Regions from separate parts of the Mus musculus genome. Here regions 2, 3 and 4 are each linked to region 1. The links are chromatin contacts, called in public ChIA-PET and promoter capture Hi-C maps. All regions are on one chromosome and are shown on one strand. Each heading gives the region's core, a stretch centred on a gene start, on an enhancer-like site or on the middle of the called end of the contact. The rest is flanking DNA. Distances are from core to core; before and after follow the strand shown. Region 1 holds the start of Bcl7a (B cell CLL/lymphoma 7A). Region 2 holds the start of Zcchc8 (zinc finger, CCHC domain containing 8). Region 3 holds the start of Clip1 (CAP-GLY domain containing linker protein 1). Region 4 holds the start of Tmem120b (transmembrane protein 120B).

Region 1 (5,377 bases), core at 1,838-4,337:
AAAATACAGAGTTCCTCACTGATTCTGAATATTTCAGATAAATGGATAACTTTTTGGCATGTGTCTCAAATATTTCATGGGATATACTACTTACATAAAGGGGTGTGTGTGTGTGTGTGTTTTGTGTGTGTGTACAGTCTAAGGACAAAACCCAGAGCCCTGTGCATTCATTTTATTTTTTATTTAATTTATATTTTTGAGACAAGCTTGAATGTAGATCAGGCTAGCCTTGAGCTCAGTATGTAGCTGAGGCTAGCCTTGAACACCTGGTTCTCCTGCCTCTACCTTACAAGTCCAAAGGTTATAGGCACGCACCCAGGGGGAACGGTTTATTTTTTAAAAATCACTTTGTTGTTTATCTGAAATTCAAATTTACCTGGATGTTCTGTGTTTTTTCATTTTCATTTCTGGCAGCCCCATGTCCTAGCCAGTGGTGAAATGCATGGTTGGTGCCCACGGTTAATAAACAACCCCCAAAGCCTTCAGGGGTTGATTGCAAGATTGCTGTTACAGACAGGGCAAGACCAGATTTAATGACTCAAGGAAGACCCCTCCGTCTCTATTTAAGATGGGGAGGGAAGCAAATCAAAATTTCTACAAAGTCCACCTTACATAAGGGCCCCTGTGTACTCCAGTGACTCTACCGGACTAGCCAGTCCTCAACAGCTCTGGAAGGGGAGGGGGGGCCCGGAGTCCCCTAGTTGACAGAGTCAAGGAACTGAGTTTCGTATTTTGCCCAAGGTCACTGCTAGGAAGTGAAGTAGAAACTCATGCAGGAGATCCCAAAAGGCCTGGAGTCTTTAGAGGTCATGATATACTTATTTCTCCCAAAAGAACATAGGGTAGAAAGCGGCCACATCCCCCACTGCACTCCCAGGCTTGGCAGGCTGTGAACCCGCTAGCATGGAAGATGAAGCCTCCAGGCCTGCTGCTCTGGGGCCCGCAGGGTGGAAAGCCCCAACCCTCCATCTGCCCGCCCAGCAGAGCAGCTGGCAGACCCAGCCGCAGCTGTCACGGCTCCAGGACCAGAAAGGGAGCTTACACCGGCCCCTTTCTACCCTCCAGGCGGGTGACAGACAGAAGGGACTCTTGCCCTGCTATCAGTTCTTTCTTTGCACCGGGGACTGAGGCCAGGGAGGGGTGCCACCCCAGCCTTCCCTTGAGAGTCCCACAGGAGAGGGGCCAAGGTGCTGGTTTTCCTGTGTTTTGGCCTGCAGCTGTTTCTGCCATTTTTAAATGGCTGCAGTTGGGCACTGGTCGCCCTGCTCAGCGGGGAGCTCCCCGGCACCCAGGACTTGGATCTCAACTTTGGAAAGCCTCCCCTTCTCACGGTTGTGAAAATTCTTTGTCCCATTGGAGCCAAACCCAGCCCACGGCGGGCATCCGGCCATCCGCAGACAGCCCTTTCCATAGGAGGCCCGGGAGCACGTGGACTTTATTGATTTTTCTCGTTGCCTTTTTTGTTGGGTTTCACTCTGAAAGGACAGCTAACTTGTGACACCATCAAACCGGAGACAGGTCCCCAGTAGTGTTTAAAAAAAAAAAAAGGACAACAACAACAGAGGCGTTACTCAAGAAATGACCCCCCCCCCCAAAAAAAAAAAAAAAAAAACAACCCAGCCTGCAGTGGAGCCTAGCCAGTTCCTATAAAGGACAGATCCAGCCAGCGGCTGCTGACACTTGGGGACACCCTCGCAGCTGCTCCTCTCCCTCTCGGACCCAGATGAAGCCGTGGGAAAAAAACCGTAATAAAGTTAAAATCAGGGAGCAGGGAGTTTTCAACAAGTCTGACCCAACCTGGTGGTGGACTACTGGCGCCTCAGGCCTGGCCTCTGGGGCCGCCTCGGTGTCAGATCCCGACGAGGGCCGAGAAAATGTTCCATCCTACTAATTATAACGAGGCCACGCCGGGCAGGATCTAATTTGAGCTTGAAAAACACGCACGGCCCACACCGAATCTCGCGGTCTCCTCCTCCCCCAGTGCAGAGAACAAAAACAACGGTCGCTCGTTCTCTCCGCAAAACAAACACCAGCTCCAGCAAGAAGGAGGCAAGACACGGCCCAGGACTTGGCTTCTGGATGCAAACATCGCGCTCCCCGAGCTTCGGGTGCCGCGCGGAGCGCGTGGGAGCCGTGGGTGCTCCGCGCCCCGGCCGCGCCACCGCCTTCCTAGCGCTCGCCCCCATCTTCCTTCCTCGCCCGGAGCCCTCGCTCCAGGCTGCCCAAAGCGCTAAATTTAAACGGCTCGCGCTCTGCAAACTCCGCAGACTCGAGGGCGCCGAGGCCTGGGAGGCGGGGAGCTGCGGGCGGGTCGGGGCGTAGGATGTGTGTGTGTATGTGTGTGTGTGTGTGTTGGGGGGGGGGGACACCGGCGCCGCGCCGCCCCGGGAGGAGACGGCGGCCCGCTCCGCGCTGCACAATGGAGCTCGCGCTCTGCCCGCCGCCGCCGGCATCACGGCCCCGGCGCGCGGGAAGCCGCTTTCATGTGACTTGCACAAAAAAACGAAATGGCTTCTGGGGCCGGCTGCGAACCCCCCTCTCCCGAGAGCCGAGCTCCGAGCTCCGGGCTCCTGCCGCCGCCGCCGCCGCTCTCGCCGCCGCCGCGCCAGGTGGGTGACCGGCGCCAAGCACACCTGGGCAGCGGACGCAGCCCCCGCGGGGCGCAGGTGACCCCGGCCGCGCGCCCTCGCCAACTCCGGGCCCGGGGCCGCTGCGCCCCGCCGCTCTACGCGCTGGGTCCGGGCTTGCTGGCGGCCGCGACGCGGTGCAGCGAGCCGGGGCGAGCGAGAGAGCGAGCAGGCGCCTCGGCTTACCATTTGCGCACTTTCTCGATAGCCGCCATGACCCTCTTGATATCATCTTTGGCCCGGCTCCTGGTCTCGGCTCGAACCGACCTGCCCGACATGGTTCTGGCGGGGAGGGAGAGAGAGAGGAAAGAGAGAGAGAGAGGGAGGCTGGGGGAGCGCGCCCGCCGGGTCCTGCTCGCCACACTCGCCCGCTCTCTCACTCGCGCACAGACACACACTCACACACATACGCGCACACACAAAGCCTGGTGCCGCCGCGCGCCCGGGGCCCAGTGCGCAAGCGCCGGGGCGGCAGCTGCACAGAGCGAGGGGGAGCGGCGCGGCCGCCAGCAGTGCGGCCTCCGGGTGCCGCCGCCCTCCCCGGGGAGCCTCGGGGACCTCACTCTGGGAAAGCTCTCCCGGGTAACCCCGACCTCCCAGCACGCGGGACGGGCCCGCGCCAGGACTCACCCAGAGGCCGCAGGTGCGATGGGGGGCCCCTCCCCCCCCCAAGACACACACCCTGGGGATGGCAGACTGCAGGCCGTGGGTGCTCTGGCTCGGGTTGGTGGCCGCGGGCGCGATCGTGCAAGTTTCTTGTCGGGCGTTTGAGTTCTCAAGAGTTGGAGGCGGCGGTTCGGGACGCGAGGTGATCTTAGAAAGAGTTGAGGCGCCGGTCTCTGGCCAGCTGCCCTGTTAAAATGTGCGAGCTAGAACGTCTCCTCCCCATGCTTAAACTAGAGTCGTAGGAAAGGTGCCCGAACCCGGTGGCAATTGACATTGTCTCTGGGCTTTCTTTCCCTTAGAGATAAGTTGTCCCAGTCACGGATCAACCTCCCTGGGGTTTGACCGAAAATGACAATTTAATCTTAAACGGCTCCTGGTGGAAGTGCAGTGTAATGACCCGGAGCAGCAGGTAAACTAGACTGGCCCAACACAGAAGGACTTATGAGAGGCTGTCTCCCTACCCTAGGACAGAGCTGGGTGACAGGATCTACCGCGGTCACCCAGTATAGGGACAGGTGGGTGTGCAGTTGCGGCTACACAGACTGGACCAGAGCGAATGCTTGTCCACGTGAATGCTGGGAAAAGAGATGACCTGAAGTGAGAGAGCTGCTACCTGGAGAGGAACTAGCGCAACATCAGTCATTTCACAGATGGACAAACTGAGTCAAGGAGTTATTGAAGGTTGCAGCAGTGACCTTCATCTGTGACTGCCATGATTCTAGTACCAAGCATCTCCCCCTGAAGTCTGGGGGGGTTGCAGGGGTTTGGTAGAGGGAGCTAGTGGGGAAATGGGTGTGAGAATCTGGGGAAATTTCCCCCAGGCTTCTTTTAACCACTTTAAACGCACGGTCCTAAAGCGAAAATTTAAAAATAAGAACAACAATCAGATGTGGTAGCCCACTCCTTTAATTCCAGGCAGAAGCAGGTAGAGATCTGTGGTTCAAGACCAACCTGGTTTATGTAGGTAGTTCCAGGACTACATAGTGAGGCCCTGTCTTAAAACAAAACAAAACAAAAAAACAACCCAAACCAAAACAAACAAAAGCAAAAAACCAACAACAACAACAAAACAATGGAGCCAGGCAGTGGTGGTACACACCTTTAATCCCAGCACTTGGGAAGCAGAAGCAGGCCGATTCTATGTATTCAAGACTCAAAGCCAGTCTGGTCTACATAGTAGTGAGTTCTAGGACAGCCAGGGCCACAAAAAGAAAACCCTGTCTCAAAACAAAATAACACACCCCACAAATATGTCAAAGAATCGTTCTGTGATGGATTGAAAAATGTGCCATAAATCCGAAGTCTCATGCATTTGACCCTCTGTATTTGATCATCAGATATGTGCTTGGACCCCAGGGAATTCATTTTTGTTTAGTGCAGAAATTGTGTATGCTAGGCAAGTGCTACACCACAATTCCCACATAGAATATATGTGTATATATGTATGTGTGTGTGTGTATTTAAATAAGATATATCAAAAGTCCGAATATCTGGTCTGCAAGATGTCTTAGTAAATGTGTTTGCTGCCAAGCCTGCAGGCAAGAGTTCAGGTCTCAGAACTCACGCTGTGGAAAACAGAACCCGTGAAAGTTGTCCTTGGATCAGCACATGTTTACATACCACACGCACACTCACACACACATACACACACCCTAAATGAAATGTAAGAATACTAAAAATCCAAATCCCAATTGATGAACAGATGTCTTTTCAGTGGTATTATTATTCCTTGATAAAAGCAATACCAATACCTCTAAAAATGTGTGAAAGCATGCTAAGTAGAAAGATGTAGGCATATAAGGACAAAGATTGTATGACCCCACTTACAGGAGTTTCCTAGACTAGGCAGGAGCTGGGGCAGGGAGCAGGGAATGATGGCCAGTGGGGTTTTTTTTGTTTTTGTTTTTGTTTTTGTTTTTTGCTTTTGTTTTTGTTTTTTTGTTTGTTTGTAATAAAGAAAGTTTTCTGGACCTATGTAGAGATATATGTCCCATGTCACTGAACATTGTACTTTAAAATGGTTATAATGAGCCAGGCACATGGCTCAGTGGTTAGTCACTTGCCACAGAAGCACAAAGATCCCC
Region 2 (5,377 bases), core at 926-3,425, 380 kb before region 1:
GGATCTGACGCCCTCTTCTGGTGTGTCTGAAGACAGCTACAGTGCGCTTACATATAATAATAAATCTTAAAAAAAAAAAAAAGAAAGAAAGAAAAAAGAGCTAACCCATGGAACTTGGCCCACCGGTTAGCACACCACGATAGGTGTGCTGAGAACTACATGTTTTGAGGACTCCGTGGTGGTGTGGAGGTTTCACTCTGCTTGTTCCCCTCACAGTCATCTCATCCCTCATAATCTAAGAACTGTAGGAAAACTCTGAGGGGCTTCCAACCACTCATTGGGCAGTGTCATTGGCACTGTTGATGAGTGATGTTTTTCAAGCAATGCTGCTGAAACAGGTTCATGATTCAACCCCCACCCTCAGAAAGAACTCGGAGATGTAAATTGTTAGTATAAGTTAGGTTAAGATGTTTTTGCTAGGGACTGGAGAGATGACTCAGAAGTTAAGAGCACTGGCTGCTCTTCCAGTAGACCTGAGTTCAATTCATGCCACCCACATGGCAGCTCACAACTATCTGTAACTCCAGTTCTATGGGACCTGACACCCTCATCCAGCCATACATGAAGTGAAACACCAATGCGTATAAAATAAAAATAAAATACTAAAAAAAAAAAAAAAGTTTTTGCTTTGATATATAGGACTTTGGGGAACAATTTAATATCCAGACTGGTATACTTTTGAAAGTTGAACCAGGAATTTTTTTGAGGTCAGGGAACAAGAACAATGGTAGCTGAGCTAGTTCTTAGCTTATGTGGCTTTCTTGCTAAGGCTGGATGGGTCATCAAGTGATAATTACTTGTATCTATTTTTACCTTTATCTTCCTGATATAATTTGATAAAAAAAAATCAGTGAGTGGGTGTACAACTGAGGATTTAAAGTAGGAAGGTGGTGGTAGCTTAAGTCTTTAAACCCAGGACCTGGGAGGCAGAGGCTGGTGAGTTTGAGGACAGCCTGGTCTACAGAGCTAGTTCCAGGACAACCATGGGTACACAGAAGTTCCAGGTCAACCACGGGTACACAGAAAAACCTTGCCTCTGTGTGCATGCGTGCACACACACACAGACACCATACACACACACAAGCTTAGATTTCTGATTCTAAATACTCTTTTATAAGATTATTTTAAAAGATAAATAATTGATCTTTTCATTATAACTGCAAATTGTAGCCTGGTAGTACAAGAACTGGCTGAGAAAAAGTAGCTTGCTTGCTTACACTTAATCTATTATAATTTATTTAATTTTTTTTTTCACTTATAATACCTAAGACTTTCAATCTTGTAAAAGGTATGGTGTAACATGCTGGGTTTGGGGGGGGGGGTTGTTTGTTTTGTTTTTGGGGTTTTTTTTTTGCTTGTGTATTTATTATAATCATTCACTTACAAAATGTAGCCACATTGTAATCTTTGTACTACTTGGGAGATTTTGCTGGAAGATATAAGTTATGGGAGAAGTAATAAAGTTGTTGACGCTTGTTGAAGCCTTGCTTCACCGTGTGTGTGTGTGTGTGTGTGTGTGTGTGTGTGTGTGTGTGTGTGTGTTTGTGTCTGTCTGTCTGATTTACATTAATATCATCAACCCCTCCTTGGATCACTAAACGCGCTACAGGAGCTGGCCTCCAACAGAGACCATAACTAACCTGACATTATTTGTTACAGGTTATAATTTCCGGTGATTTTAACATGTGATGACGAAAATATCCATTCAAATCCAGCGGCATATGAAAGTAGAAACATAATAAAGGGTTTTCTGGTTTTTCTGTTTGTTTCGTCCCTGATAGGAGTTCATGAGAGTAGGCAGTGGAATAACTTCATTTTTCATTCATTTACAAATGAAACAAGCAAAATAAAGTGGCTTGTGTCTGAGAGCACATTTATCTACGGCAAAGGTAGAGTTCCTGTCTTCTCTTTTCGACGCTGGGGAACCGCACCACATTTTGTCAAAGCCATGTATCCGGCTTTGATTCCTTCAGCTTTAAACGCCTAACGGGGACAATCCATATTGTTTTAACTCATTCAGAACCGTTTTTTTAAAAAGAGCAATCCCAGTGTGCAACGCAAACAATGAGTCCCGTCGCTTAGAAACTACATATCCCAGAATGCCACGCTCTGTGGCCCATTCGGAAAGAGGCATGAGGGCGGCCTTGGCATTCTGGGAGTTGTAGTCTCCGTCCAGGACCCGCCCCTAGACGGCTTTGGAGGCCTGTGTGTGGAGAAAAGCCTCCAGGGAGAGCGGCTCTGGCCTCCAACCTTCGCCCCCTGCCCTCCAAGCTTTCCCACAGCCCAAGATGGCGGCCGGTGTGGATTTTGGCGACCTAGAGCTCTTCGAGGCGTTTGACCCACCAGAGGAGTCGACGCCGAAGCCCGTTCACACCCGGTTCAAGGACGACGAGGAGGAAGAGGACGACGACGACGACGAGAACGGGGTGGGCGATGCGGAGCTGCAGGAGCAGCTCCGGCGCTGCGAGGCCACCATCGAGCAGCTCCGCGCCGAGAATATCCTTCCGGCGCGATGGGCCGGGTGTCACTTGGCACTCGGGGTCTGGGTGGCGGCGGGCGGGGGACACGGCGGAATTTCCAAGAAGATTAGCATTCGAAGTCCTTCCTCCCGCGACCTGGCGGGCGGGCGGGAGTCTCGGTCCGGTTGCAGAAGCTGCATCCGCGGCCCGCGCGCGATCCCTTCCCCGCGAGCGTCCTCCAGTGCACACCACCCTGGCCCCCCAACTCAAAGCTGCTCTCAACTGTTGTGACACTGGAGACACTTCTCTCCCGGTCTTGGAGGTCACCGTGTTTTCTAACTTTGCGTGCCAAGCTCGAGAAGAGACGAGTCGTAGTGTAGTTGTGCGTTTGAAGGTGCGGGGCGTCGCAGCCGGGGAGTGGGATGATTTGTGGAGGGACGAAAGCTACGAGTGCCCACTGTGATGGAGAATCGGGGCGCGGGGGGGACGACCTTAAAGATTTAGCATGCGAAGAGACTTGCTAAATTGTCCAGATCGTTTTGATTTCTTGAGCTAACTTGCCTCCCGGTGCTCCGGGAAAAACGCGCCAAAATTCCCTTTGACTTTATTAACGTGATTATAACGTTTGTGGGTTTGCTAGTATGTTAATTTCCCGTTCTTAGGTAGTTTTGGTTCAGGTAACTTTCCTTTTGGAACTTAGCCTGAACCCTGAGCATGGTTGTTATGTCAACTTTTGAAGTTCAAGTCTGATTTTTTTTTCATGAAACCATTTTCCGTGACACACTTTATTATGAAAATTTATAAAATACTAGAGAGTTGAAAGGATTGTGTATTTCATATCCGTAGGGGTTCTCTCACATTCTTGCAAACATTTTGCTATATTAACTTTATCATTTATCTTTATGCTTTGACGTGGAAATTTTTCTTAATTGCTTCAACTTGTTCCGGGAACACCGCGGTCTAACTGAAATTTTTGGTTCATCTCTTAGACTGTTTCTGAACTCCAGGACCATGTCTTAGAATATATGTTCAAAGAGATGAAGACCTTATTTAATGTTCAGGTCCAGTTGTCCTGCCCTCGGCAAAACATGTACCCAGTGTTTTTCCTTCAAAGTACTGATTACGGGGCCTTCCTTTACATTTATGTCATTTGGATAACAAAAGTGAAAGTTTTAGTGGTTGGTTGTTATGTCCTGAGGACTGATATTCCTTAACCAGTAATAACATCAAGAACTTAAAAGAAAGTTGAACATTCTGACAAGACCCAGGTATGACATCTTGAAATTACACACGAGCTGCCTCTTGGCTCTCCTTCTCTAGTCACAGCATCCTTGTAGAAAAAGGAATTTTTGTATCATCCACAACTCAGAATCCAATGAAGAATTCAGTAACGGTTCTTTATTGTTGACTTAGGGGTATAAAGGAATTCTGGTAAGTGGGTTAAATGTCTAAACAGACTTAGTGGGTCTTTTTCCTCAATCCAGAAATTTTTGCTTGACAATTCAGAGAAGCAAGTTAGACCCAGCTGTTCATATTTAACACATTTCTGGTAAGATAAAATAAGTTTACAGTTATGTTAGCCGATGATTTCTTTACAGCTGTTATTATTACTGTTGTTATTATTGGTGGTGGTTGGTTGGTGGGATTTTGTTTTGGACAGGCAAGGGTGGGTTTACTGAGACAGTGTTTCTCATCTTGTAACCCAAACTAGCCTGGAATCCACTGTATGTTTACACTGGCCTTAACCTTATTGGTTTTTGTTTGTCTACCTTGAAAGTGCTGGGATAACAGGAGCAACCACACTAGCATTAAATATTTTTATTAATATTTGTAAAGTACGTATTAAATATTTTACAGTTACAGACAGTGCAGGTAGAGCATTTTTTGTTTTGTTGATACAGTCTTCTTGTAGCCTAAGCTGGTCTCTGGTTACAGTGTGGCTCAGGGTGACTTTGAACTCTTGGTCCTCCCGCCTCCCCTTCCCTAGTACTGGGATTACACCTAGGGCCAAGTCTGGCAAGGCACAGCACTTTAGAAGAAAAGGAAATATGCTTTTGAGAAAGTATCGAATGCAGGAGGCATGTATTCAGACATCTGCTTATAACAGTTACACTAATGCTGGCATCTCCATATGATAGGAATTTAACAAGTTACTAGATTAATTTTTTATTTATTTTGTTTTTTGAGTCAGGATTTTACTTTGTAGCCTTGAACTCCCAAGTCTTTGCATGAAACTCACTTTCAGTATACCAGGCTGGTCTCAAACCCAGCTGCCCTGGGTTTAATCTGAGTGCTGGGATTAAAACCACGTGCTACCACTGCAGCCTAGAGTACTTGCTAGTTTATGTAGAGCAGTTGCTCGTTTTTCCTTTCTTCCCATGTCCCTCCCCCCCCCCTCTTCCTTCCTTCCTTTTTTTCCAGCAGGGTCTGTGTAGTCCAGGCTGCTCTCAAACTCCTGGCATGCCTTCTGCCTTAACTTCCCAAGTGCTGGCGTTCCAGATAGGAGTCTTCTTGTCCAGTTGAAATATTTTTAGGCTTTGGAACTGGGAAGTTTTATTGTCTGTTCGTGTACTGGCTAGGCTGAGACCAGAATTTCAGGTAGGGTCTCTCGCAGTCCTGGAACTCACTGTGTAGCTCTGAGGATCTTGAACTTTTGATCCCGTGAGTCTTGGTATTGCTGGCGTGTGTGCAATCTGACCCTCAACTCAGCCACTTTGTCAGCTGGCCTTATATTGGCCTTATTCATGTAACCTGCTTTCTTATACTCTTCCCTAGTCTCCTAATTTATAAGGAAACTAGCCATTAGTTAGGGAAATTTTGTTAAAAACCAAAAGATTAATGGGGTGTGTATATGTGTGTGCGCGCGCATGCGCCTGCACATATGTGTAAAATTTTTGTTTAATGTTGGAGGTGATTTC
Region 3 (5,377 bases), core at 942-3,441, 340 kb before region 1:
GTAGACCTATGTGGATCTCAGAGATCCACTTGCCTCTGACTTCCCAGTGCTGTGATGCTGGGCTAACACTCTCAGTCTGTTCCCGATTTTTGACTATATCAAATACTTCTGCTGTAAACAAACAAACAAACAAACAAACAACCCACTTCTGCTGTGAATGCTGTGAACATGTGTCCCCATGTACTTCACTGTGTTGGATGTTGTGGAAGGAGGTCTCAACTTTTTGTGTGTGTGCACTCAAAAAGATATTCATTGATCAGAACTACTGCATCAAGCACCAATTTCACAGATATCCTGCCTTACTGGATTTTTAAAAAGGCACAGGATCTTAGATATGTGATGGCAACCTTATAAGTGACTTTGGTCACCCTCCACATTGTAAAGCCGTCTGTACTCAGAGCCCTAGTCTATTGAGAAGGCCTGGAGTGTAGTTTGCAGGATGGTGCCTACTGCTGTTCTTGGTTAGCTGAATGGAGCTTTTGTGGTCATTGGCTGGTTCTCTTTGAGAGCTCATCCTGGGATTCTAAACAGCAGTTTGTCATTCTCTCATCATTTCCACTTTTTTTTTCTTGGTTTTTCAGGACAGTGTTTCTCTGTGTAGGCCTGGGTGTCCTGGAATTCGTTCTGGAGACCAGGCTGGTCTTATATTCAGAGCTCTCTCTGCTTCTGCCTCCTGAGTGCTGGGATTAAAGGCGTGTGCTGCTGCCACCCCAATACATTTTTACTCATCGCCAGGATATAGCCCTGGATGGTATGTAGAGCAGGCTAGGTTAACCTCAAGAGATTCAGCTGCCTCCCACTCCTGAAGGCTAGTATTGTCAGTGTGCACACCAATAGGCCTGGCTGCTATTATTATTATTATTATTATTATTAAATATTTTATTTATTTGTTATTATAAATTTTATGACAGGGTTCTATGTATACTCTGTGTAGCTCTGGCTGTCCTGGAACTCAGGAGGCAGAGGCAGGCAAATCTCTGTGTTTGAGGCCAGCCTGGTCTACAAAGAGAGTTCCAGGACAGCCAAGGCTATTACACACAGAAACCATCTGGAATAACCAAGAGAGGAAAAACAGAGTTGAATTGTACTCAGATCAGCGGGTAAGTATTGCTTGCCTAAGTAGGAATGAATTCTGGGTTCCCAGGGTACTCTCACCTCTTGACCTTGGAGCTCACATATCAGGCTCAGGTGGAATAATAGATTATTTTTGTGTGTGTGTGATTTAAGGCTTAAATGGACAGGAGGGTCTGCAGATGAAATTTACTTTGTGCATTTCCAGTGGAGTTCCCTTCTTGGGCTCTCTGAGGTGCCTGTTTGCCCAGACACAATGGTGTTTTAAATAAAGGTCAAGAAGGGAGGTCGCCCTTCAGAATATTTCCTCCTTGGCCCCTTCTCCATCAATACTGAGTCACTGCAGAAACCTGGGCTTCCAACAGCTGCAGATTTCTGCCGGGAGCTGCAAAACTTCTGGGGTTGCCATGGTCCATGGGAGCGAAATGCTGGCCGCCCTCTGCTAGCGCAGCCCTGAGCCGGCTGTTGCAGCGTCCTCTCCAGTCCCTTTCAAAAGCTTGACAAGGGGATCCCTGCTTGGGGAGGAGCCCGAACGGGACATTAACCTGGGCTTCTGTCCAAACGACTGGGGCGAATAAAAGACGCTTTTCTTAAACTAACTGGGCTGCAGCCCTGGGCTCATCTCAAAGGATTTTTTTTTTTTAACCCCTCAGTGATTTCCTGGAGAGCAGAGACCGTTCATCCCAAGCTGAGCTTGCCTATGGGCATCTCCCTTCCAACTTGGGGCAACGGATTTATCACCCTGCTCTAGGCGGGAAAGGGAGGTCAATGAAATCAATCAGCTCCCCCACTCTCCAACCGCACCCCATCCCATCCCCAAACGGCAGGCTGCGGTTGGTCCAGTCTACGGGTAGCCATCCGGGGTGACTTGCATATTCTGGGCACACTTGGCTAGGAAACAGGGAGAAGCCTGAAATGCCAAGGCACCCGCGTCTGCAGGCCCTTCGGTCCGTCCCCCGGCATCTTGCTCCTTATCGTGGAGGATTTAGGGGCTCGCAAGGGGAGCAGGCAGACAAAGGGGCGGCAGGGGAGCTCGCGGGCGGCAGCGGCCCGGGCACGGGGAGGGGCGGCGCGGCGTCTTCTCCCGGCCCCGCGGCGGCGGCGGCAGCGCGTCACGTTCTCTTCCCCGCCCCGAGCCGAAGAGCCGGGGAGGCGGGAGGCGGCGGCCGCGGCGGCTGCTGCTGCTGCTGCTGGGAGGCAGGTGACGGCGACCAGCGGCGTCCCAGGCGGTGAGCGAAGCGCGGGCCCCATCTCCATCTCTCCTTCCTCGCCGTCCCACCCGTTCTCCCTCCGCTCCTTCCCGCCGCCCGGGGATCCGGGAGGGAAACGCCGGGAGGGAAGGCTCGTCTCAAGCTCCCGCCACGCACCGGGACGGCGGCCGAGGAGCCGCGGACGCACCCGGGAGGGTGGCGGGCGCGGGGAGAGCGTGGCTGCGGGGAAGGCTGGCTGCGTGCGAGCCGCGCGCGTCCGGGCCCTGGCAGCCGCGGCCCGGGGCCTTGCCTGCCTTCCTCCCGCCGCCTCAAGATGGAGCGTGGACTCCTTGTCCCTGCGCCGCCTCGGGAGCCGTTCTCGGAGGAGCCCGCGTCCTCTTCCCCAGCTCTTGGAGGGGGAGGTTCCGGGGACGGCTCCGTCGCTCCCAGAGGCCGCGGGTCCGGTTCGACCTGTTGCCCTGGACGCCTCCCGCCGCTCGCCATCTGGGCGAGCTTTCCTCGGGCAGGCCCGGGACGCCGGGTGGCCGGCCGCGAGCCGGCATGGAGGGCGCCCTTGCCCCGTGGCGCTCGGGCTCAGCCCGGCCCGGCTCGGGCCCCGGTTCCCGGTCCCTGGCTGTTCGGCCCCGGGCTTTTGTTTTCCTTCAGACCCCTGGAGCGTGATTCTCTGTGAAGGTAGAAGGGCGAAACAGGGTGCCAGATCTCTGAAATCACCGCTGCCCGGTAACCCGAACCTGCCAGCGCGGTCGGGGGTTGGCGCGGAAGACAGATGACACTTGTTCGGGGTTGGGGGTGGGGATGGGGTGACTATTTTAAAAGCAGAGAGCCTTGTGGTTTGTCTCGAACCTGGAGGTGTTGCGTTATTGGGGAGAGAACAACAGAATATCGGATTAATTTATTTAATTTTTATTTATTTTTATTTTTTTCTGAGTCTGGAGTCCTGCCCTGACATCCCGTAGTCTCTCCGCTTCATGTGGCTTTTCCCATCTGGCAGAAACCGCACACCACCCCCTTCCTCCCTGCCCAGCCCCACCTCTCTGGTATGAAGAAATGACTCGTTAAGTCTGGAATCCACGTGCATACCCATTTTTTAGCAAAAACTTGCCAACTACTGTTTCTATTTATTTACTTATTTATTTATTAAGACAGTGGATATGTTTCTGTCATTTCCTTGGTTTTTTTTTTGTTTTTGTTTTTGTTTTTTTTCATTTTGGTGTGAGTCGGCAGTCTAGCCTCTTCTAGGCCCAGGACTGTGTCTGTCTGTCTGCTTGGGGCTCTGTTAGTATTTATGCGGTGGTGCTTTGGTGATTCTCATGCTAGGATTTTATGATTATTATTCCTAATTGTGGCTCCCAGTTAGGAGAGCCGCGTTTGGCTTCTAGGCGTAATGATGCTCTTTTGCAAGTATCCTCAGGACTGTTGCTCCTCAGCCTTGGGGCATTTCTTCCTCTTGAAATAATAACAATTAGGGTTTATGGAGGGCTCCTTCTGACCGTGCTCTGGGCAAGTGCAGAGTTTTGTTTTTGTTTTTATCTCATGTAATCCATCCAACCTAGGGAGGTTGCTGTCATCGTCATTTTACAGGGAGGGCACTGAAAGGTCAGAGTCACAGCCAATACGAGATGTTGTCAAGAACTGTACCTCAGTCTGCTAAGTTAGTTTGTTAGGGCAGTGAATCAATGGTAAAAGGCAAGGCTGGACGTTATGAAAGCCAAGGAAGTGGGTGATTGCTCAGCTGAGAGCCTGGGACTCTTGCTGAGGTTCAGAGGAAGTGGTTAGGCTTCCTCCTAGGCCTGGATTAGAGAGGTAAACATTGAACCTGGGTGGGAACTTTGGTAGTATCTCTGAACATGAGGATTTTGCTATTCTCAGCTCTTTCAGTCATTGCTGAGCACGAAAATAAGCCAACCTGGTTCTTGTCTTTAAGAAATTTAATACATTCTAAAAACTAGTATTTTTAATTTTTCTTTTAGTTTTGGTTTTTCAAGACTGGGTCTCTTTGTGTGGCTTTTATTGTCCTGGAATTTACTCTGTACACCAGGCTGGCCTTGAACTCACAGAAACCAGTTTGCCTCTGCCTCCTAAGTACTGGGATTGAAGACGGGTGTCATCACTGCCTGGCTTATAAAGGAAACTTTGACTTGAAAAAGAAACAAACATAAGAGTCAGTGTTATTAGTCATGGCATGCCTGTTATTTCAGTATTGGTGAAGTGTTACGGACCCTTCGATGGCTGCTTATGGAGCTGTGGTCTGTCTGTGTAATGAGCTCTATTCAGTTTGCACACCTCAGATACTCATGGAGCCATTTCCTGTGCCACCTGCCCTTCTGGATGCTGGTGCCACAACCCTGAAGAGCTTTACCAAGCTTTATCCTCTCGGTACTTCTCTTCCACTTGAAAGACAGACGATAAGCAGATTAAATATAAGTATGTTGCATGTTAGTTAGAATGTCATAGATGGTAAAGAAAAAAAAATGTACAAACCAGAGGAGAAGGAATATGAAGTCTTGTAAATAATGGTTAGAGTTGTGGGGACTTTCAGATAGGGTTTCCAGAGACCCGGCTGGGAACATGATTTGAGTAGAGATGAAAAGGAAGTTAGAGGATGTTGGTCCCTAAAGAAAACGGGGATCATATGAAGAGGAACCAGAAAAGCTCAAAGGCCTTGATATTGGGAGCTTGGAGAACAGTTTAAAGCCTTTCAGGCTGTTATTCTGAAAATATTTGTTAAGATACTGAAAGACTCAGAATAACTTAACATGTCATCCATTCATTCATCTGTCTTTCCATCCATCCTGGAGATGAAAACCCAGGCTTCTCACATACACCAGGCAGCTCTATGCACACCCCCCTCCCCCCTTTATCTGTTGTTTTGTTTTGTTTTGAGCTAGGATTTCCCTGTGCAGTAGGCTAACCTGGAACTCAGTCCTCCTGGCTTAGCCTTCTGAGTGCTGGGATTCCAGGTTGCAGCCATCGTACCTGGCTTTGGGGTGGGGGCGGGGCCTCATGTGTTGTCCTGCTCAGCTCCCCCTCAGTCTCTGCAGCAGTTTGCATTATAAACCTTGACTCCCATGCCCAGATTTCTGCTGTGATCGAGA
Region 4 (5,377 bases), core at 1,124-3,623, 270 kb after region 1:
TGGGCAGGAGAAATGGCTCAGTGATTACAGGCACTGGCTACTCAGGCAAAAACCTGAGTTTGGATCTCAGGACCCACACGTGCCTCACAACTGTCTATAACTCAATGTCCAGAGGATCTGATGACGGTCTCCTATGGATTCCTCCAGCACCAGGCACGGATGTGGTGCATAGAGAGATACATTCGAGAGAAACACCCATACACAAAAATAAAAACAATAAACCTTTAAGTATATATTTATAAGCATATATTTACATATAAACATTGTATATATCAAATATATTATAAATACATGTTATAAAGATATATTTATACGTAAATATACATAATGCATGTGTGTGTGTGTGTGTATATATATATATATATATATACCCTCCATACATATATATAGAGGAGAGAGAGAGAAGAGAAGAGAAGAGAAGAGAAGAGAAGAGAAGAGAAGAGAAGAGAATTTTTGCTCCAGTCTATGACCTTAACCACCAGGAAGCTATCCACTCTGTACTCAGACCCAGAAGCTGACCATCAAGCCTACACCAGTTGGGTCCCTCTTCCTCAAAGGAGGATCTAGTCTGTCCCAGTTGTCCCATCTCTAAGAAACCAGATCCTTCCAACAGCCCTTGCTGTTCACCACCAGACGAGGAGATCCAGATCAACTCATAACTCCTCCGCCCCCGACCACCCGAGCACCTGACCCCTCATGACATCTTCCTGTCATAACAAATCAAAGGCCTCCTTTACGACACCTGCCTGCCAAGACTTGCTACCTAATTGTTGATAATTGCATTAATTGCATAGTTCTGCAGTGTTAGGCTCCTCCTCCTCGTAGTTTAAAACAAGCCGAAAGGAAGGAAATAGAAGCAAAAGCCCCACGCAGGAAACCTCTTCTCCCACTCCCAACTCTAAGACCCACTCACTGGCTCTGTGGCTGGGCATGGCTTCACAGCCCAGTGGGAAAAATTGTTAAGGATATGGCTGAGTCTTTTCCCCGTGGGTGGAACCAAAAGGGATCCTCTGGGAACTATGAGGAACCCAAGACCTCAGATCTGAAAGAGAAGGCACCAACCCATCCATATATGCTGGAGGGACTACGAAGGGATGACAGTCCTGGGTCTCTTAAGTCTCTGCCCATGCCGATCTGCTGCTCAGGTTCACCGGCATCCTTCTGTAACATCGGCAGCCTCACTTTACAAAGACCCATCACAGACCTCCCTTGACAGCATTCTCCTCTGGACATTGCAGGAGGTCAGCCCAACTGAGAACGCTACAGGGACAAGGGGAATGACAAAGTAACCATTGAGAGGAGGAGAGAGTGAATGCGAGGAAGCCATGTGTTGTTCCTCTTGGCCGTCCCCAAGGTTTCCTGAGTCTCTAGTCCCCAGAGCATATAGCTGAGGCCTCTCTGGACCCTCCTGATAGGACCGGGTGGCGATGCTATCCTCTCAAGAGCCCAGCTCTTATACCAACCTTCAACACACCAGGTGGAACGCTCTGTGCCAAAACGGTGAGGGGTTGGGTGCAGCCCTCTATCACCGGGTGAGGCAGCCAGCTGTCAGAACTGACAGATGCCTGCCATCCACAATGGTAAACTCAGCTCGCAGCAGCCGATAAGCAGAACCACATCAGAGCTCCCAAAGTCAAGGCTATGACTGAGGGGTCTCTGAGACTTAAAAACTGCCTAAGGGGCCAAGATGAAAGCAGCCAAGCACAACTCTCAAACCGCAGTTGCAGCGAGGGCTGCCCAGCCAGCACAGAGCGTGTAGTAAGGAGTTGAACAGCCAACTGCAACTGGAGGGTTGGGGGGAAGATCCCTTGTGTGGGGGTTGGTCTGGTGTCCTTTGAGTATCACAGTTTCCTCGTGAACACACCTGGAACTTGCCTCGGGGGCCAGAGACGAACTTTCTGTAGCGAAGGGAGAGCGTGGAGCAAAGAGTGGATGAGAGGGCGCGAGAATGAGGGGCGCCCCAAGAGACTGAGGAGCCAAAGCGCTGCTACATAGGAAGGGGCTGCGCCAGGCCACCCACCAGCCCATCGGACGCACAGCCCGGGCCACCGTCTGGGTCCTATCGCCCCACCTCCGGGCTGGGATGGCTAGATAGGGAAGGCACAAGCACCGCAGGTAGCAAGAGTGGCGGGACCAGGTGGCCCGGTCCTACCTGCAGCTCCTGAAATTCTCCCTCCAGCTCGTGCCACTCGCGCTCGCAACGCTCCAGCTGGCCGGACATGGTGCAATGGTGCAAGGCGGCGGCGGCGGCGGCGACGAAACCCGCAGCGTGACCCGTCCGGCCACCAGCAGCCCACGCCCGCCCGCTCACTAGCCGCCTCCCGAGGCACCAGCTGTTCCTGCGCAGCCGGAGCCACGCGCGCACCTGACGTCACGGGCCCCGCCCCGGCGCCAGCCTCACCCCCTCGCCCGAGGGTGGGGCCCGCGCATGCGCATGGGCGATCCCCCGGGCTCTGGCCTCGTGGCGGGTGCAACTCTTCAGTCTTCTTTGGGTCTCTTCACTCCTCGTGTGTAGGTAGTAGGTTTCTCGTCGGAGTGGGTGGAGGGTTTATGTGTAAGCTGCATTTATGGCTTATGTTACTTAGATTATCTTTGTGGGAGAGTGAGGTGGAAATGATTTGGAGGAGGTAAAGGGAAAATTCATGTATTCCTTCACATTGCCTGACCTAGGCCAAAGCCAGTGCCCTGAAATGACAGCTTTGACAGTGACCGCGTAGTAAGGTCAAGGGCAGGATGGGAAAAATGCAGACTTGGCTCTGTCATCTCACGCTGGCGATGATATTTATTGCAACCAATACAGCCTAGATACATCCCTGTCCTCTAAGACACTGGGTGACTCTTGACAGCTGGTGCTGTCAGTCAAAAGCCACAACCACCAAGTTTATGGAATACAGTTGCCTCCCTTTCCGTGCCAAGTCCGAAAAGACCTGCACAAGCCTGGCTTTTCCAACCACACCTCCTATCTCCCTGCCCTAAATCCAGCTCTCCGGCCATTGTTTTTATCCTGACTTGACATTCCTCCCTCTGAATCATCATGCAGTGGCTTCTTGCTCACTCCTGGAACCTCATTCAAATGACACCTGCAGCTGGGTGTGATATTGCATACCAGCCTTGACAACGTAGTAAGACTTGTCTCAACAAACAAACAAACAAACAAACAAATAAAATATCAAATGATGCCTGTCGGGGCTGGAGGGAAAAACTTCAGTGGTTAAGGGTGTGTGTTCTGCAGTTTGGGTGGCACATGCCTTTCATTGAAGCACTCCAGGGCCAGAGGCAGATAGATCTCTGTGGGTTTGAGACCAGCCTGGTCTACATAGCTCAGGGCCAGCTCCACAGTAAGACCCTGTAAAATTAATTAAAATTAAAAGGACACCTGCATTAGTTTCACAGGGCTATGCTTAGCTACAAGTGGGTGGCCTAGACAATAGAAGTGCATTTATCTCACAGCGACCAACCTGAAACGAAAGTGTCATGACTCCTGAGACCCTGGGTAGGGCCTTGCCTTGCTACCTAGTAGCCATGACAGTGACTGTTGAGCCTACATACTCCATGGCTTTCATCTGCATTGCTCCATTCTCTCTGACCAGTAGTTACAGGGCCTCTCTGTGTGCCCTCTCTTATGAAGACACTGTGAATGAAAATCCCCAGAAGGGCTAGAGAGATGGGTCAGCCTCAGCGGTTAAGAGCACTGGCTGCTCTCCCAGAGATCCTGAGTTCAATTCCCAGCAGTCACATGAAAGAGCTAGAGAAAGTACCCAAGGAGCTGAAGGTGCTTGCAGCCCACTAGGAGGAACAACAATGTGAATTAACCAGTATCCCCAGAGCTCCCAGGGACTAAACCACCAGCCAAAGACTACACACGGAGGGACTCATGGCTCTAGCTGCATATGTAGCAGAGGAAGGCCTAGTTGGTCATCAATGGGAGGAAAGGCCCTTGGTCCTGTGAAGGTTCTATGCCCCAGTGTAGGGGAATGCCAGGGCCAGGAAGCAGGAGTGGGTGGGTTGGTAAGCAGTGAGAGGGGGAGGGGATAGGGGGTTTTCGTGGGGGAAACCAGGAAAGGGAATAACATTTGAAATGTAAATAAAGAAAATATCTAGTAAAAAAAAAAAAACAACCAATCAAAGTGGGAAAATGAAAAAAAAAAATTTGTTTTGTTTTTTTTTTTTTTGAGACAGGGTTTCTTTTTCTTTTTCTTTTTTCTTTTTTTTTTTTTTTTTTTTCTTTTTCTTTTGGTTTTTCGAGACAGGGTTTCTCTGTGTAGCCCTGGCTGTCCTAGAACTCACTCTGTAGACCAGGCTGGCCTTGAACTCAGAAATTCACCTGCCTCTGCCTCCCAAGTGCTAGGACTAAAGGTGTGTGCTACCACTGCCTGGCAAAAAAACAAACAAACAAACAAAAAAACAAAACAAAAAAACCCAACTTTTTAAAATGTATTAACTTAATAAAACCTTAGTTTCTGCTAGTCATCAAAAGACTAAATGTGCTGTCAGATAACACCTCAAGTCTAAAGTGGAATGTCTCCATTTCGGTGTAACTTAATGATTTTTGCAGTGTATTATCAAGTGTCTTGATTTAAGACTATCTTTGTTCAGTTAATACCAAAATTTCATCAAACTATTACCACCTTGGAACATGGACTTTGGGGTATTAAACCTATGTTCCTGTGTCATGGGCATTCATATTTGGCTCCAAAATAATATATCTCTCTTAAAAAAAAAAACATTTACTTTTTTATATTATGTGTATGAATGCTTTTTTTATTTTTGGTTTTTCGAGACAGGGTTTCTCTGTATAGCCCTGGCTGTCCTGGAACTCACTTTGTAGACCAGGGTGGCCTTGAACTCAGAAATCCACCTGCCTCTGCCTCCCAAGTGCTGGGATTAAAGGCGTGCGCCACCACTGCCGGGCTATCAACATATTTTCCTCTGTGTAGTAAGGACTCTCCAAAAATAGCCACAAAACAGGCGAGAGAATGGCTAACAGTGAAGAGCACCAGCTGCCCTTCCAGGAGACCCAGGTTCAAATCCCAGCATTTACATGGCAGCTTACAACCATCTGTAAGTCCAGTTCCAGGGATCTGATGCCCTCTTCTGAATCCTCAGGCACCAGACATGTGCCTGTGTATGTGGTGCACAGACAGAAAAACATATAAACATAAAATAAATTTTAAATTAAAAAAAAATAAGTCAAATCCAGATGGTAGTGACATATACCGTAAATGCACCCAGGAGACAGAGGCAGGTGCATCTCTGTGAGTTCAAGGCCAGCCTGGTCTACAAAGTGAGTTCCAGGACAGCCAGGGCTGTACAGAGAAACCCTGTCTCGAAAAACCGAAGGGAAAAAAAAAAAGAGGGGTAAGTAATCTCTCTGAGA

Evidence for each region. Promoter capture Hi-C pulls out the DNA fragments that hold promoters and counts their contacts. ChIA-PET counts read pairs in DNA pulled down with a chosen protein or histone mark. Capture Hi-C pulls out chosen DNA fragments and counts their contacts.
Region 2: a contact with region 1 is called in a promoter capture Hi-C map of embryonic stem cells, with 3 times the contacts expected there. The contact joins the promoter of Zcchc8 here to the promoter of Bcl7a in region 1. A contact is called at or near these places in 10 of 39 promoter capture datasets (the C10 cell line, cranial neural crest, embryonic stem cells and 5 more) and 2 of 9 other capture datasets (adipose tissue and pancreatic islet).
Region 3: an RNA polymerase II ChIA-PET map of memory CD8 T cells shows a contact between it and region 1, with 14 read pairs. The contact joins the promoter of Clip1 here to the promoter of Bcl7a in region 1. A contact is called at or near these places in 10 of 39 promoter capture datasets (the 3T3-L1 cell line, embryonic stem cells, hematopoietic stem and progenitor cells and 4 more), 4 of 115 datasets of contacts at active chromatin or transcription factors (embryonic stem cells and memory CD8 T cells) and 1 of 9 other capture datasets (embryonic stem cells).
Region 4: a contact with region 1 is called in a promoter capture Hi-C map of adipose tissue. The contact joins the promoter of Tmem120b here to the promoter of Bcl7a in region 1. A contact is called at or near these places in 1 of 39 promoter capture datasets (the 3T3-L1 cell line), 8 of 484 Hi-C or Micro-C datasets (the G1E-ER4 cell line, adipose-derived mesenchymal stem cells, embryonic stem cells and 3 more), 4 of 115 datasets of contacts at active chromatin or transcription factors (the SCID.adh cell line, double positive thymocytes and embryonic stem cells) and 2 of 9 other capture datasets (adipose tissue and pancreatic islet).

The regions. Positions count from the first base shown.
Region 1 is chr5:123,342,158-123,347,534 of GRCm38.p6, reverse strand. Bcl7a (B cell CLL/lymphoma 7A) reads right to left here and starts at 3,087. Exons shown (of 6, transcript NM_029850.3): 1 at 2,814-3,087. The coding sequence starts at 2,905. It overlaps Gm15860 (predicted gene 15860), which reads left to right and starts at 2,393. Exons shown (of 2, transcript NR_165267.1): 1 at 2,393-2,609.
Region 2 is chr5:123,717,842-123,723,218 of GRCm38.p6, reverse strand. Zcchc8 (zinc finger, CCHC domain containing 8) reads left to right here and starts at 2,175. Exons shown (of 14, transcript NM_027494.3): 1 at 2,175-2,496; 2 at 3,685-3,727. The coding sequence starts at 2,289.
Region 3 is chr5:123,681,175-123,686,551 of GRCm38.p6, reverse strand. Clip1 (CAP-GLY domain containing linker protein 1) reads left to right here and starts at 2,191. Exons shown (of 24, transcript NM_019765.5): 1 at 2,191-2,300.
Region 4 is chr5:123,073,271-123,078,647 of GRCm38.p6, reverse strand. It overlaps Tmem120b (transmembrane protein 120B), which reads right to left and starts at 2,373. Exons shown (of 12, transcript NM_001039723.2): 1 at 2,153-2,373. The coding sequence starts at 2,221.